Linked DNA regions of Rattus norvegicus: region 1 is linked to region 2. Evidence: chromatin contacts called from public Hi-C data. All regions are on one chromosome and are shown on one strand. Each heading gives the region's core, a stretch centred on a gene start, on an enhancer-like site or on the middle of the called end of the contact. The rest is flanking DNA. Distances are from core to core; before and after follow the strand shown.

Region 1 (6,570 bases), core at 2,560-5,059, 330 kb after region 2:
AAATCCCCCCCCCCCCCAACAGGAATGGTGGAGAAGAGGGAGGGAAGAATTCTGGTCACCAGAGTTCACGGACATCTCCATTCCTTTGCTCAGCTCACAGCCCTATTAGCTGCCCCCAAGCACCTTGATCTCCAGCTCCTTATGAGGTTACAATTGTTGTCCAGTTTCCTTATTTGTTTTATGTACAAGGAACAGCAGAAATCACAAAAACATGAGGAGACTCCTGGCCTTTGACTTTCAGCTTTGATTCAGGACTCAGTGGAATGAGATCTCCTGGAGCCCTCAGCAAAGCTGAGGAGAGCAAAGGAGATGACAGGTGAGTCCTCAACAAAATACATATGGTTGGCACATAAATGGGAGGAACCCTGGGCCTGCTCTGGAGGAGATGGATCAAGAATCCTAAGGCACTGTGCTTCTGTGGATGCCTTGATGAAGCCAAAGAGCTGGCACTGTCAAGCTCTGGTTTCCATGGCCACTGCCTTCGGTGGAGTTTAGTTCTCTCCCAGCCCCTCCTCCTTGGGCAGGGGAATTTTAGTATCTGGTGCCTCTATCACAAGGTCCTGGGGTCTGGAGGTAGAAAGTGAGATGCAGGAGAAGAAATGGGGCAGGGTGATAAGAACTCCACTTCCTGCAAGTAGGAAGGCCCCAGCTACCACAAAAGAAGCCGTGTAGTTGCCTGTCACATCCCGGAGGTAGCCTGGGTTCAAGAGAGAAAAAGAAACATACGTGGGTGATCTGCACTTTGGGTCTAACTGCCTAGATCCATTTGTGGGCAAAGGAAGACCCATTGTCTTAGAAGAGCTGGAACTCCCAAGGTAGGACTAGGTGAAGACAAGGCTGGAGTTTCTTAAACAGCCTTAAGAGGCCCTTTCGGCTGCCACCCTCCCTGTAGAAAGGATTTCCAATCCAGTCTGTAGGTGTCATAGTAAGTCAAGCATATCTGTGTGTTTTGTGCTGGCAACGGTGGCCCTTTTAAGCCTCCAGTTAATAGTTAAAGAGGAAGATGTTAAAGATCAGAAGGTTCTGGCATCTTGAGCACGGAGAACTTTAACCAGATGTTTCAGACATTTGGGCAGGGGCCCACTGAGCCAAAGGAAAAGACACTGACATGTTAGGTCAAGCCAGGTCTTCTGAAAACCAAGCCTGCAGTTTCACCGATGTCTTCCCACTCAGACCTTCTTTTTTTTTTTTTTTTCTTTTTTTTCGGAGCTGGGGACCAAACCCAGGGCCTTGCGTTTGCTAGGCAAGCGCTCTACCACTGAGCTAAATCCCCAACCCCCCACTCAGACCTTCTTAAACCCAAGTTCTGTCTTCCTGCGAACCCACTTCAGGACTGTTAGGATCGGCTCTGCAGGCTGTACACTGTTTACATACTAGAGGGCACTATTAACATACACCACCCAGGTTCCTTTCCCCAACTAGACACCATGACATGCCCTGCCCAGTCGGCCACCCTGTTTTCCTTACCTGATAGAGGAGCCCCCAGTAGCCCCCCGACACTCTCTATCATCTGCACGAGTCCCAGGCCACAGTAAATCCTTCCAGTCCCCACCAACTCAGGAATTACGGAGAAGGCCACTGGGGTCAGGGCTCCCGAGGTGAAGCCATAGGCCACAGCCAGAACCACCAGGGTTGTGGAAGCCTGGGCAACAGGGAACAGAGCTAGTGACACCCCAGTCAGGGTGGTCCAAAGCATCAAAAGTCTTGCCACAGGTCCTGGGACTGCATCTCCCAGCCAACCAGATGCCACACGCCCCACAAGGTCAGAAATAGCAGCCACTGAAAGCAGGAAGGCAGCAGGCAGGGGGTCCCAACCCAGGTCCTGCAGATGAGCCACCAGATGGACGTAGGGAATGAAGTAGCCAGTGTTGATCAGGGTGAGGGCAACAGTGTATCGGAGGAAGGGACCATGACAGAGGAGGGAGGTGATCTGGGCCCAAGGGCCACCCACAGCAGTGTCTTCAGTCAGGGAGAGTGGGCGGAGGAGAGCACCACAGGCCACCAGGTGTAGGGAGAGGGCAGACACTAACAGGAGTGCTCCCCTCCAAGCGTAGTTGTTGAGCAGCCACTGGAAGAGGGGGGCGAACGCAAAAGAGGAGATGCCCACTCCAGTCAGGGCCAGCCCCATGGCCAGAGATCGTCGCTGAGAGAAGTAACGGGAAAGGCAGGCCAGGGTCGGAGTGAAGGTCAGGGCCCAGCCAGAGCCTGTGGAAAGGAAAACAAGGTGGGAGGCTGTGGGCTTTGGAGGTGTTTAGAGCACCCAGCAATCCCAACACTACTTAGTGGCAGACTAGCCCCTGCTTTGGACTCCCTCAGACCTGGGTCCTCATAGTGCTGGCTTTAACATTTTCTAGCTGTGTGACGTTCTGTGTTCTGCTTATTCTCCCAGGCTCAACCACCTCATCTGCAAAATGGGGTTAACACACTTTATGGCACTGGTGTCTGTCCTTCTTGATGTATTGACTCTTCAGTACAGTTCCTCATGCTGTGGTGACCCCCAACCATAAGATTATTTTCATCACTACTTCCTAACTGTATTTTTGCTACTGTTATGAATCGTGAATGTAAATATCTGATGTCAGGGTGTATCTGCTATGCGACCCCCATGAAGGGATCGTTTGACTCTCTCAGAGGGGTCGCTCCCCACATGTTGAGAATCTGGGAAGACAAGAGATAGTGGTCCTAAAGTAATTAACACAAAACTTTGGCATTAAGAGCCCCATTTCTACTGTTTCTGGCTACATTAATCTTCCTTTGCCCAGGTGTGTAAGCATGGAAAGCTTCATTGTTATTTTTTAAGTAGGCAATGATATCTATTTCAGCCCATACGTAGCACAATCTTAAAGAAATTCTCCCTTCTACACTCCAGCCTGATGGGTTTGGGCTTGTGCTTTCTGGATTATCTCTGACTTAGTCATTCAGCTTAAGAATTTCCTTCAGGGCATAGGTTCTCCCTAAGCCTTTTTGGAAAGAGGAAAGAAGGTGAAAATCCAAACGCTTAAAATCCAGGCCTTGGACTTCTGCCCTTGCCCAGGGTCTCACCTGACAGCAGCCCAATACTCAGGTATAGGTGGGTCAAGGAGGTAGCAAATGAGGCAAGCAGCATCCCCAGCGCAGCCAAGATGCCCCCAGTCATCACCACAGGCCTGGGCCCCAACTTCGTGCTCAGGGCACTGCCTATTGGGCCTGGGGAATTGGAATGGGTTCTGCGAGGTGGTCTCCGCCATCCTCCCTCAGCATCCTCCCGACACTTTTCCCTTTCTGGTCCCCAAACTCCCTCTTTTCTCCGAGGGTGGCAGACCACCGCACCCGAACGCAGCACTCACTCCCAAACTGCTGCACCGCGATCCCTATGGAAGCGATCCAGGAGACTCTGGCTGCCTGCTCCTCAAACGCCGCCACAAATTCCACGAAGAAGACACCAAAGGAACGGAGCACCCCAAACACGAGCGCCGACTGGAAGAACGCTGAGAGCACCACCATCCATCCCCAGCCCCCATCGGGGGGCTCAGTCCTATGCACCATTCCGGAAGGAACAAAGGGGTAGCTCCTAAGAGCCCCTGCTTGATCTGGGCTTTAAACCGCTCACTTTGGCCCTCCCACCAACCCTGCAGGACGCTTGGCGCTAAGCTGGGGCTGGTCGCCAGGAAGTTACTGATAAAGCATGTGGCGCCTGCGCCTTTCCCCAAGAGAAAGGAGGCCTATGAACCGGGACCTGCCACCGACACAGGGCCGGGTTAGCCCGCAGCTGAGACCCAGACGCCAGCCAGATGATTTCTTTAGAGGCCAAAAAGCAAAACCAGGTTCGAGCCACAACCCTAACGAGAGGTAATCTGGTTGTGGATTATGTTATCTTTGAAGAATCACCACCTGCCTAAGTGGGCCACATCCAACACTTGGCTCGCCAATTAGGATGCAGTTCTTCAGAGCAGGGGGTGGGTCCGGAGGGGCTGGGCGGGGTTTACAGCATTGTTCTGGACCTGCAGTGAGAGAGGGGCGCATGCGTAGGGCGGGGCATGAGGAGGCTAGGTCTCACGTGACAAGGGACCTACCGCGAGGGTTCTGCGGGTGCTGGGTCAATCACATTTCCAGACTTGCATCAAAGGGTTGGTTCTGGATAAACTGGTCCTGACCAGGCAGAAACTCACTTGCTTAGTGAGGGATCCAAGAATTGCCAGGCAGCGTGGGTACGAAGGGATAGGTTATGAGGTAAGAGTCAAACTGATAGAGCACTTGAGGCGACTAGAAATGCCCTGAAAAATTCTAGACGACTGAATCGAGGGGTAGGGGGCGAGGAAGAGAGAAGACTGGAAAGCACAGACTGTGATTCCAGCTGCTCTGGAACCAGGGGCAAGATCATGGTCAACGTGGGCAGTTTATCTAGACCCTGTCTCAATTTTTAAAAATTAATTAAGAGGGGGTATACGGAACTATTGAATAGTAGGTCCTGGTTCAATTCCCCGTATTGCTCCCCACCCCACCCCCACCCCCGTTATAAAGCGGGGAGGCAGGGAACTGAAGAACGAAGCCGGTGACGTGTTGGAGTCCTGGCATTCGTTTCTGTAATGAGAATTTTTTTTCCTGCCGTTTCTGACCCCACTAGCAGGAAACTTGCAGGTCACTGAGACCAAAAATAACTGGGGAGAGGAAGGGCGGCTGTCACACCATCCGAGTCCCCCATTCCTACCTACTTTTCCCTCAGCGCTGCTGGAAGCTTTCTCTAAGCCTTCTAGTACTGGCCATTTCCTGAGCAGTTGTTTTGGTTTTTTGATCTTATGCTGAACTACTTAAGAGAGACCATCTATGACCCTGGTCACTGGAGCAATCAGCCTCTTATCTAACCAGGGCTCTAGCAGGAACTTCCCCCTCACCTCGTGAGAGCAATGACTTGGGCTTTTCTTTTACTATACCTCAGGCTCCCCAGGACTCTGACCTTGAAACCTTGGGTTTGAATTCATACGCAGACCAATGGGGAATGAGGCAAACAAGAGGGGGATGGGATAAGAATCTATGCTGTTAAGAAATCATACTGTAGGGGCTGGAGAGATGGCTCAGCAGTTAAGAGCACTTGCTGTTCTTGCAGAGGACCAGGGCTCAGGTCTTGTCAGCTCCCACGGTGTGGTCTGTAACTCCTGTCCCAGGGGATCTGACACCCTCTTCTGGCCTCCACAGGCACTGTACCCATGTGGGTCACGTACATACATGTAGGCAAAACACTACACATTAACATAAATATATAAACCAAGTTTGACTGCACAGACCTGTCTGCAACCCCAGCTATTTAAGAGACTGGGGTAAGAGGGCAGCAAGCTTGAGGCATGTCGGGATTACAGACTGAAATGAAGGCCAGTCTGGGCAATTTAGTGTGATCCTATTTTAAGGGAATAAATGGTGAACTTGGCCGTGTTAGCATGCCCCAGTTACTCTGGTACTTAGGAGGCAGAGTCAAGTTTGAAACCAGCCTGAGCTACATATTAGACCCTGCCTCAAAAGCTCGAGGGGCTAGAGAGATGGTGTAGCAGGTGAAGTGCTTGCTTTGAGGGCCTGGTAACCCGAGTTCAATCCCTGAAACTCAGGAACTCGGAAGGAGAGACCTGACTCCACAAAGTCATCCTCTAACTTTCACACGTATACACGCCATGGTGTGTGCACACGAAAATACCACACATGCATGCGACCATAATAAATTAGTTAGGTTTATAAAATGAAAAGCCCTGTTCTCTAAACCCAAAGGGTTTTGGCCTCTCGTGGAAGTCCCTGGGTTCAATCCCTTGCACCAAGCAAATCCAAACCAACTTATGTTGCATTTCTCAGTGCATATGTGGAAAATGAAATGCTGAAATCCTTTGGGTCTGCAGTTTTGTTATCCGTAGACTCATGAACAGGGATATGTCAATGGTGTAGAAAATACTTGAGTCTCAAAAGAGCCTGGTCTTTAGAACTTTAGAATCAGATCACAGTCCCAATCTTGTCTTTACCACGTTTTACTTGGTCAAGAGACTTAACTTCTCAATTGGTTTCATCTGGGAACTGGGGAGAATACTCCCTACTTTTTTAGAGTTGCTGGGGGTTAAAGATAAGTCTATGCATTTAACATATGGTAAGTAATGATAGCTGGTCCTATTTTTGATAGGGGCCAAGCTGTAACTTCTGCTTAGTTTCTGTATTTTGCTTTTTTAAATAACCTAGGTTATGGACTTTGGGAAAGAATGAAGAAATACAAGCAGCCACTAAAATGAGATTACCAGGGAGAGCATTAGACTAAAGAAGGAAAACAAAAAACCCACAGCCTGTAGTTGGTGCAGGCACTTCAGAGATGGAATTTGTCTTTCCAACATCTGAGGAAAGTCCAGAGGGAGGGACCCTTAGACTTAGTGACCTTTGGCCTTGGGCTGGGACACACCTGTGCACCCTGGACCCACAAGTCATGGGGAAAGACACAAGCATTGAATGTTTAGATAGACGCCAAGATACTACAAATGGGAGGTGGATCGGGCACACAGACACTCAGCTTTCTCCTTGTGGCTGCCACAGCCAGCCTCTCTTGTTCTTATGGGACCCACATCCTAC
Region 2 (5,920 bases), core at 2,463-4,962:
ACCTCCTTCAGGCTTCCCCATCCAATACCTTCCCTGGTGTACTGGGGGATCTTGGTCTTCCGAAGCCATTGCCAATATAATGGAAGCAAGGAGATGGACCTTTTTATCTCTGGAGAGGCATAGCACAGCTACATTGCCCTAGACCTCAACAGTGCTGCCTTCTACGCCCCCTCCCAATCCGCCCCTCTCTCCGCCTCCCCTCCCCCCATCTCCCATCTTGGGTCTTCCTAAGTCCCAAGGTTTCAGTTTCTCCCAGATCTCACCTATGACCCTCAGGACTCGGTGAGTTTTCTCTGTGATTTGGTTCATGGACACCTCATCTGTGGAGATGGACAAGAATGAGCTAGAGGAGGCGCTAAGCTTTTGGGGATTTTGTTGTTGTTGTTTTGTTTTTCCTATTTCCTAGGGCACAGAGTTCTTCCAAAGAGAGAGGGTAGTGTGTCCAGAAAGGGCTATGGACTGAAGCAGTGACTGAGGAGCTAGGAACTCACACGCCAGCCCCCTGAGGAAATGCGGGTGACTACTGCTGAGCTAACCTTGTGTGTCTGATTTTACCTAAGGCAAAGGCAGAGAAATTCAGGGAGGACCATTCCTTCTCCTGCGGCTCCGTCTGCTTATTGAGCTGAGCCAGACGGCTTGGCAAGGCATGCGCTGGGAGACGACAAAAGACACAAGCCTTGGCCACAGCCAAGAAAACCCCACCTAGGGCCAGCACCCACATGAGGCCTGCTGGGGGATGGGTGGGAGTTGGACCCCTCAGGCCAGGGAAGATTCAGAATTCTCTGAGGTTCAGATTCTGGCCCTTTATGTGGGAGGTTCTAGACTGATCCAGAACAATGCCATTGTCTTACCCCTCAGCTCTCCTGGGCCCTGAATGGAAGGCTGAAACATATCTCTAGGACGGATACATCTGGGTTTCTGTTGCAAGGGGATAGGGGCCTTTACACGTCCGTGGTCTGAAAGCAATTTATTTTTCTTGTTGTAAGTCACAGTGATAGATGAATGACTCCACCCAATGATGAAGGCATTTATGCGTATCCCATCCACACAGGAACCCAGAAATGCTACCCTTCCCACATCCTCCCCGACTCTCCCAACTCTATCTCCTCTCTGCCCAGGACAGCCTTAGGCCTTACCCAGCTATTTCCTAGCAACGGGCTCATGGTTGTCTCAGCAACCAAGAGCTCCCAGAGGTCTCAGAGGCCCAGCCAAGCCCAGTGGCTTTTACCTCTCATAGGAAGAGCCTAGTGACTCAAACTCAGACAAGGCCCTCTTGCCTACGTGGCGGTGCAGGCATAAACACACATGCAAACACACACACACACACACACACACACACACACACACACACCCTATGATTAAACTAAATCTGAATCTGCTCTTACGCATACTATAGATATACCTGAGCCTGGAGAGTTGCTAAGCAACCCTAAACAGGTCTGGACATGCTAAGATCACAGAAGGACCAACAAACACAGGAGTCAGCAACACTGATGGGAACCAAGACACCAGGGAGCCAAGCAACATCAGATCACTGGCTGTCATGCACACAGACACACACACACACACACACACACACACACGCACGCACGCACGCACGCACACACGCACGCACACACACGAAAGAGGCCTCTGGATACCATGGACCAGTCCCACTTCCATTTGGGATCCCCTAAAACACGGAATTCCAGAAGGGAGCTCTAGCCCCCATGCTGCTGGAGGTTCTCCTAGCTCCCTTATATCATCCTAGGGTGGTGTGTCCCACAGTAGGTGGCTTGGGACATAGTAAAAAAAACCTCCCAGAGTGTACTGGCCTCTTAATGGTCACAGTAGGATAAGGTGACAGGTCCAGTAGAGGAAACCACAGTCTAGAGAACAGATTACATCTGATAATTCAAAGTGTGTCCTCCCACCTAGTGCTCAACCCTCCAGAGCTCTGCTAGGTTTAGCCTGGGCAAAGGGGTGCTTTCTTACTTTTCCACACCTCTGAATACAGAGGACCCATCCTTAAGCAAGAACAGGCTAGAGAATCCATGATGCTTTCCCAGGATAAGTCCCAGTATTGATCTTCTAGACCATTCACAAGTCTTGGGGGTAGTGGGGCAGCTCAGTTTGGGAATCCCAGGCCTGGTGGGATCCCTGACTCTCATAGCTCCCACACCAGAACTAGAAAGAGGTTTTAGAAGAGCCATTAGCCCCTTGGCTGTCTCACTCCCCCTCCTCTCCTCAGTCAAGTGAAGGGTAGCATCTTCAGTGGCGCACAAAGCGCAAGGATCTAGAGTTCAGAAGGTCTTCAGGGTCTGGGAAGACAGAATCCAGGCGGAAGCCATGTTCCAGAGCCACCCGTAGCACCTCCTCCAGGAACGTAGGCGTGTTCACTACCTCCCGCCGATCTTCTGGTCCCCCAGTCCACAGTGGCTGGAGCCCCAGTCTTTGATATTCTACTTCAGGGAGTTCCTGGGGGCGGGAGGCCCACTCTAGCCGAAAATGTGGACCTCCTTCTGCCCTGTCCCCACTGGCCACACCAAATCTGTTGCGCATGGCAGCCAGACACTCAGGGTCTGTGCAGAAGAGGTTGGCTCGGAAGGTGTCCACCTGGACAGAACTCAGCTCATAGTGGTGGGGGCCCCGTCGAGCAGAGAAGTGCACCAGGCGGGGGCTAACATCTACGTCAGCATGGAGCAGGGCAGCTGTGGACGCAGGTGTACCCCGAGAGGCTTCCAATTCCCGCAGTGCATCCAGGAGGGGCCGGATCTGGTAGAAGTCAGCCTCTGCCTTAAGAAGGGCAGTTTCTCCATACCCACGGGGCAGGTCCAGACGGCCTAGCCGCAGGAAATTGAGGATGTGCCGGAAAGCCTTACCGTCCCTGTCGATGAAGTAATGGCCATCTCCTTGCGGGTTGAGATTGGCCGGCATTAGGGTGTCAGCCCTAAACATGGCCCCCAGCATGGAGTCTGGGAAGCGTGTCAGGGTCTCCAGTGTAGTGGAATATAGTGTTCCCCCCACATTTAGGGTCACGGGGCCCCCAAAGGAAGGGGGTGAAGAGGACACAGGAGGGGGGGAAATTTTGGGGACTATAGAAGGCAGACAAGGAGAAGGAAAAAGCAGATTTTCGGAGTTTGGAAAGAATTGGGTGGTAACGTTCAGACTCGCTAAGTTGGAGGCAGAAGTTGGAGAACAAGACAGCAAAGTTTGTAGCTCACCCAAGCTACTTTGATGCTGGTTGGGAGCTTCAGGACACAGAAATCCCCGAAAGAATGAAAGGACCGATGTAAAGAACAGAAGGCAGCCACACAGGATCAGGGAGCTTTTGGTCCAGACGATTCTGATTGTGCGTGGTCAGCGATTCCCTCCTGTATACTTCAGACAGTGGGTTTCCGGAATTCAACCAGCAGGTGACGGTGGCGAGCACCGGTCGGACGCTGCCTTCAGCTCCTGAGTTTCTGAGCTTTTTTTAGTAGAGTCCACGCCGGGTTCCGAGGACCTGTCCAGAGCCCCAACCAGGGTTAGGGGCGCGAGTCCCAAAAGATGGAGGCGCAACTGATAGGAGCCAGTGGCCAGCAGTTCTGTATGGCTGAGGGGAGACGATGCTCTCGCAGTCAGAGCTGACAGTGTCCCAGGACTCTGTTGGAAACAAACAGTCCCAGGACTTGGGCGTTACCGCCTTCCTGGGTTGTCGCAGCAGCTACTGAGGTCCTCTCCACCCCCAGGAAGTGGCCTAAGGGCAGCGGTCAGTGGCCCTTTAAGCGACAGTCCCGCCCCTTAGCGCCCCGCCCTACACCCCCTTGGGCTGGCCGGGCTCTGCGAGGGATGGGAGCGGGGCCTTGCCAGTGGGAAAGATGGGGCGGACGAGCAGGACCGGCGGAGAGGAGCGGGGGTGGAATGATTCACTGGCTTTGTTGCGGATGTGGCTACGACGCCCCCCCACCCCCGTTCCCTTCAGGTGTGCATGACCTCACTAGTACAACTTGGTCGGGACTGGAGTCTCCAGTTCATCCCTCTATTCTGAAAAAATGCAAGTCTCAGGGTTGGATCCCGGTCGGGAACTCCCGAGGGGGCGGATGCTGAGCCATTGCATTCCCGGGATGCCTTCGGGCCATCCCGGCAAGCCCACGCGGTGGCTCCGCTGGTCGTCTGGGCTGGAAAACTCCTTCCTCCAATCTACTGGGTGCTAGTCAGCCTCCTCCTTTACTAGAGAAACCCTAACCTCATGAGTAACCACGGCTGCCGGGTGGCCAGTGTACCAAACACCCTGCCGGGCCCCCAGGTGGCGCACAGTAAGTGAAATGAGACAGAAAAAGCAAAGCCGAGAGACTTTAATGGAGAATGTGCCACAGCAGGGTGGGGAGGGACGGGATCAAAGCGTATGGAGGTCGTGACTTCGACGGCTCAGTTTCTCTGGGTCGTCCGACGCCATGAGGGAGAAGTCTCGGAATATGTCGAGATACGTCTCGTCTCCTGAGGAAGAGAGAGGAAGGGCTGGGGGGCTGGGAGGCTGGGAGGCTGGGCTACACAGGTGGTTCTGGCAGGGTAAGCACTTTACGTGTGGGTGCATCCTAAGCACAGAACCGGCGCCTTTTCCTTTGTTCCAAAGGTCAGGCACGTTCTCTGTGCCCAAAACATGTTTGTTGAACAAACAATGATATTAATGCAGTTGGGTACTAAGGAGATAGGTATGCAAGGACCAGCATTCCGGTATGGACATGGGGTCGGGGAAAATACGAAGTTACTTTACCTGTCTGGCCCTGGGCCGCTTCAGCCTCCCTCATCTTTGCCAATCGTAGCCTGAAGGGTGGGGATTAAGGAGTAAAAATAAGACCTCATACTCTTCTTCTCCAACTCCCCATCCTCTCAACAACTCCCAATTCTTGAGTTGCATCACTCTTTAAAAATGCTTGTCCATAACTAGTGCTTTAAATAAAGCTCAAACACAAACTTTTATGCAATGTCGGTGACCTAATAATGGCTCTCGAGGCGAACTCTCAGTATCTCACCTTACTGGTCGTGCACCTGCTCCACACCCCACCACACACACCCCTCCCCAGACCTCACCCTCCAAGTCTGGTTTTGGCATTAGCCCCACCCCAAAGATGAATAGACGGTCGTCTAAGCATTAGCCTGCTGATTCTCACAGAGTTACGATGTCAGCATTGGTGGTTTCCATTGCGATAGTCAGAGGGTCCCTGCCTTCTGTGTCTCGAGCCCCCAGATCCGCACCCCGTTTCAGGAACAAGCAAGCAAGCCTAGAGAGGACAGCTAAATTCAGCTGCAGTCGTCCCCCAACTTCATTCCCAGAAAGCTTCCTCCCCATGGTGGCATTTCCTCGGCTCCCTACCCTGTGTGGCCAAGAATGGTGGCATGGTGGAGTGGGCCCCGGCCAGCACTGTCTGCTTGGTTCACATTTGCCCCATTTTGGAGGAGAAACTCACAGGCTAGAAGAGAATTCTGCATGGATGAGATCAAGAAGAGATGGCATTTTTAAAGGTGGATTTTTGGATGTTTTAGGGTAGTGTAATCAAGATAACCAGAGTGTGGAGTGTGGTATTCAGGGTACAACTCGGTGTCGGGCTTGGCCCTCGATCTTTATACGCTCATAGATTAAATCAATCCCGTGGCTGGAGAGATGTCTCAGTGGTTAAAAGCATCAGCTACTCTTCCAAAGGAGCCAGATGCCAGATTCAATCCCAGGCACCCACATAGTAACTCCAGTTCCAGGGGACCCCCTCCCATATATACACATGCAGGCAAATCACCAGTTCACATAAAAAATAAGATAGCATTTGTTTAAAAAAAAAAAAGCCAGGCAGTGGTAGTGCATGTCTTAATCTTAAGTACCCCCCTCAGGAGGCAGAGGCAGGCAAGTAAGTCTCTTAGTTCAAGGCCAGCTTGGTCTACAGAGCGAGTTCCAGGACAGCCAGGG

What was found. A called contact is a pair of places that touch in the nucleus more often than the background predicts.
Region 1: a contact with region 2 is called in a Hi-C map of hepatocytes, with 2.5 times the contacts expected there. The contact joins the promoter of Slc16a13 here to the promoter of Kctd11 in region 2. A contact is called at or near these places in 3 of 12 Hi-C or Micro-C datasets (the Rat2 cell line, hepatocytes and kidney).

The regions. Positions count from the first base shown.
Region 1 is chr10:55,432,636-55,439,205 of GRCr8, forward strand. Slc16a13 (solute carrier family 16, member 13) reads right to left here and starts at 3,810. Exons shown (of 4, transcript NM_001005530.1): 1 at 3,327-3,810; 2 at 3,043-3,186; 3 at 1,468-2,205; 4 at 160-697. The coding sequence starts at 3,525. The coding sequence ends at 492.
Region 2 is chr10:55,099,743-55,105,662 of GRCr8, forward strand. Kctd11 (potassium channel tetramerization domain containing 11) reads right to left here and starts at 3,713. Exons shown (of 1, transcript NM_001108831.2): 1 at 1,550-3,713. The coding sequence starts at 2,949. The coding sequence ends at 2,251. Acap1 (ArfGAP with coiled-coil, ankyrin repeat and PH domains 1) reads right to left here. Exons shown (of 22, transcript NM_001105796.2): 19 at 5,336-5,445; 20 at 5,133-5,243; 21 at 4,736-4,785; 22 at 4,298-4,458. The coding sequence ends at 4,358. It overlaps Tmem95 (transmembrane protein 95), which reads right to left and starts at 721. Exons shown (of 7, transcript NM_001134799.2): 1 at 588-721; 2 at 264-355; 3 at 29-109. The coding sequence starts at 721.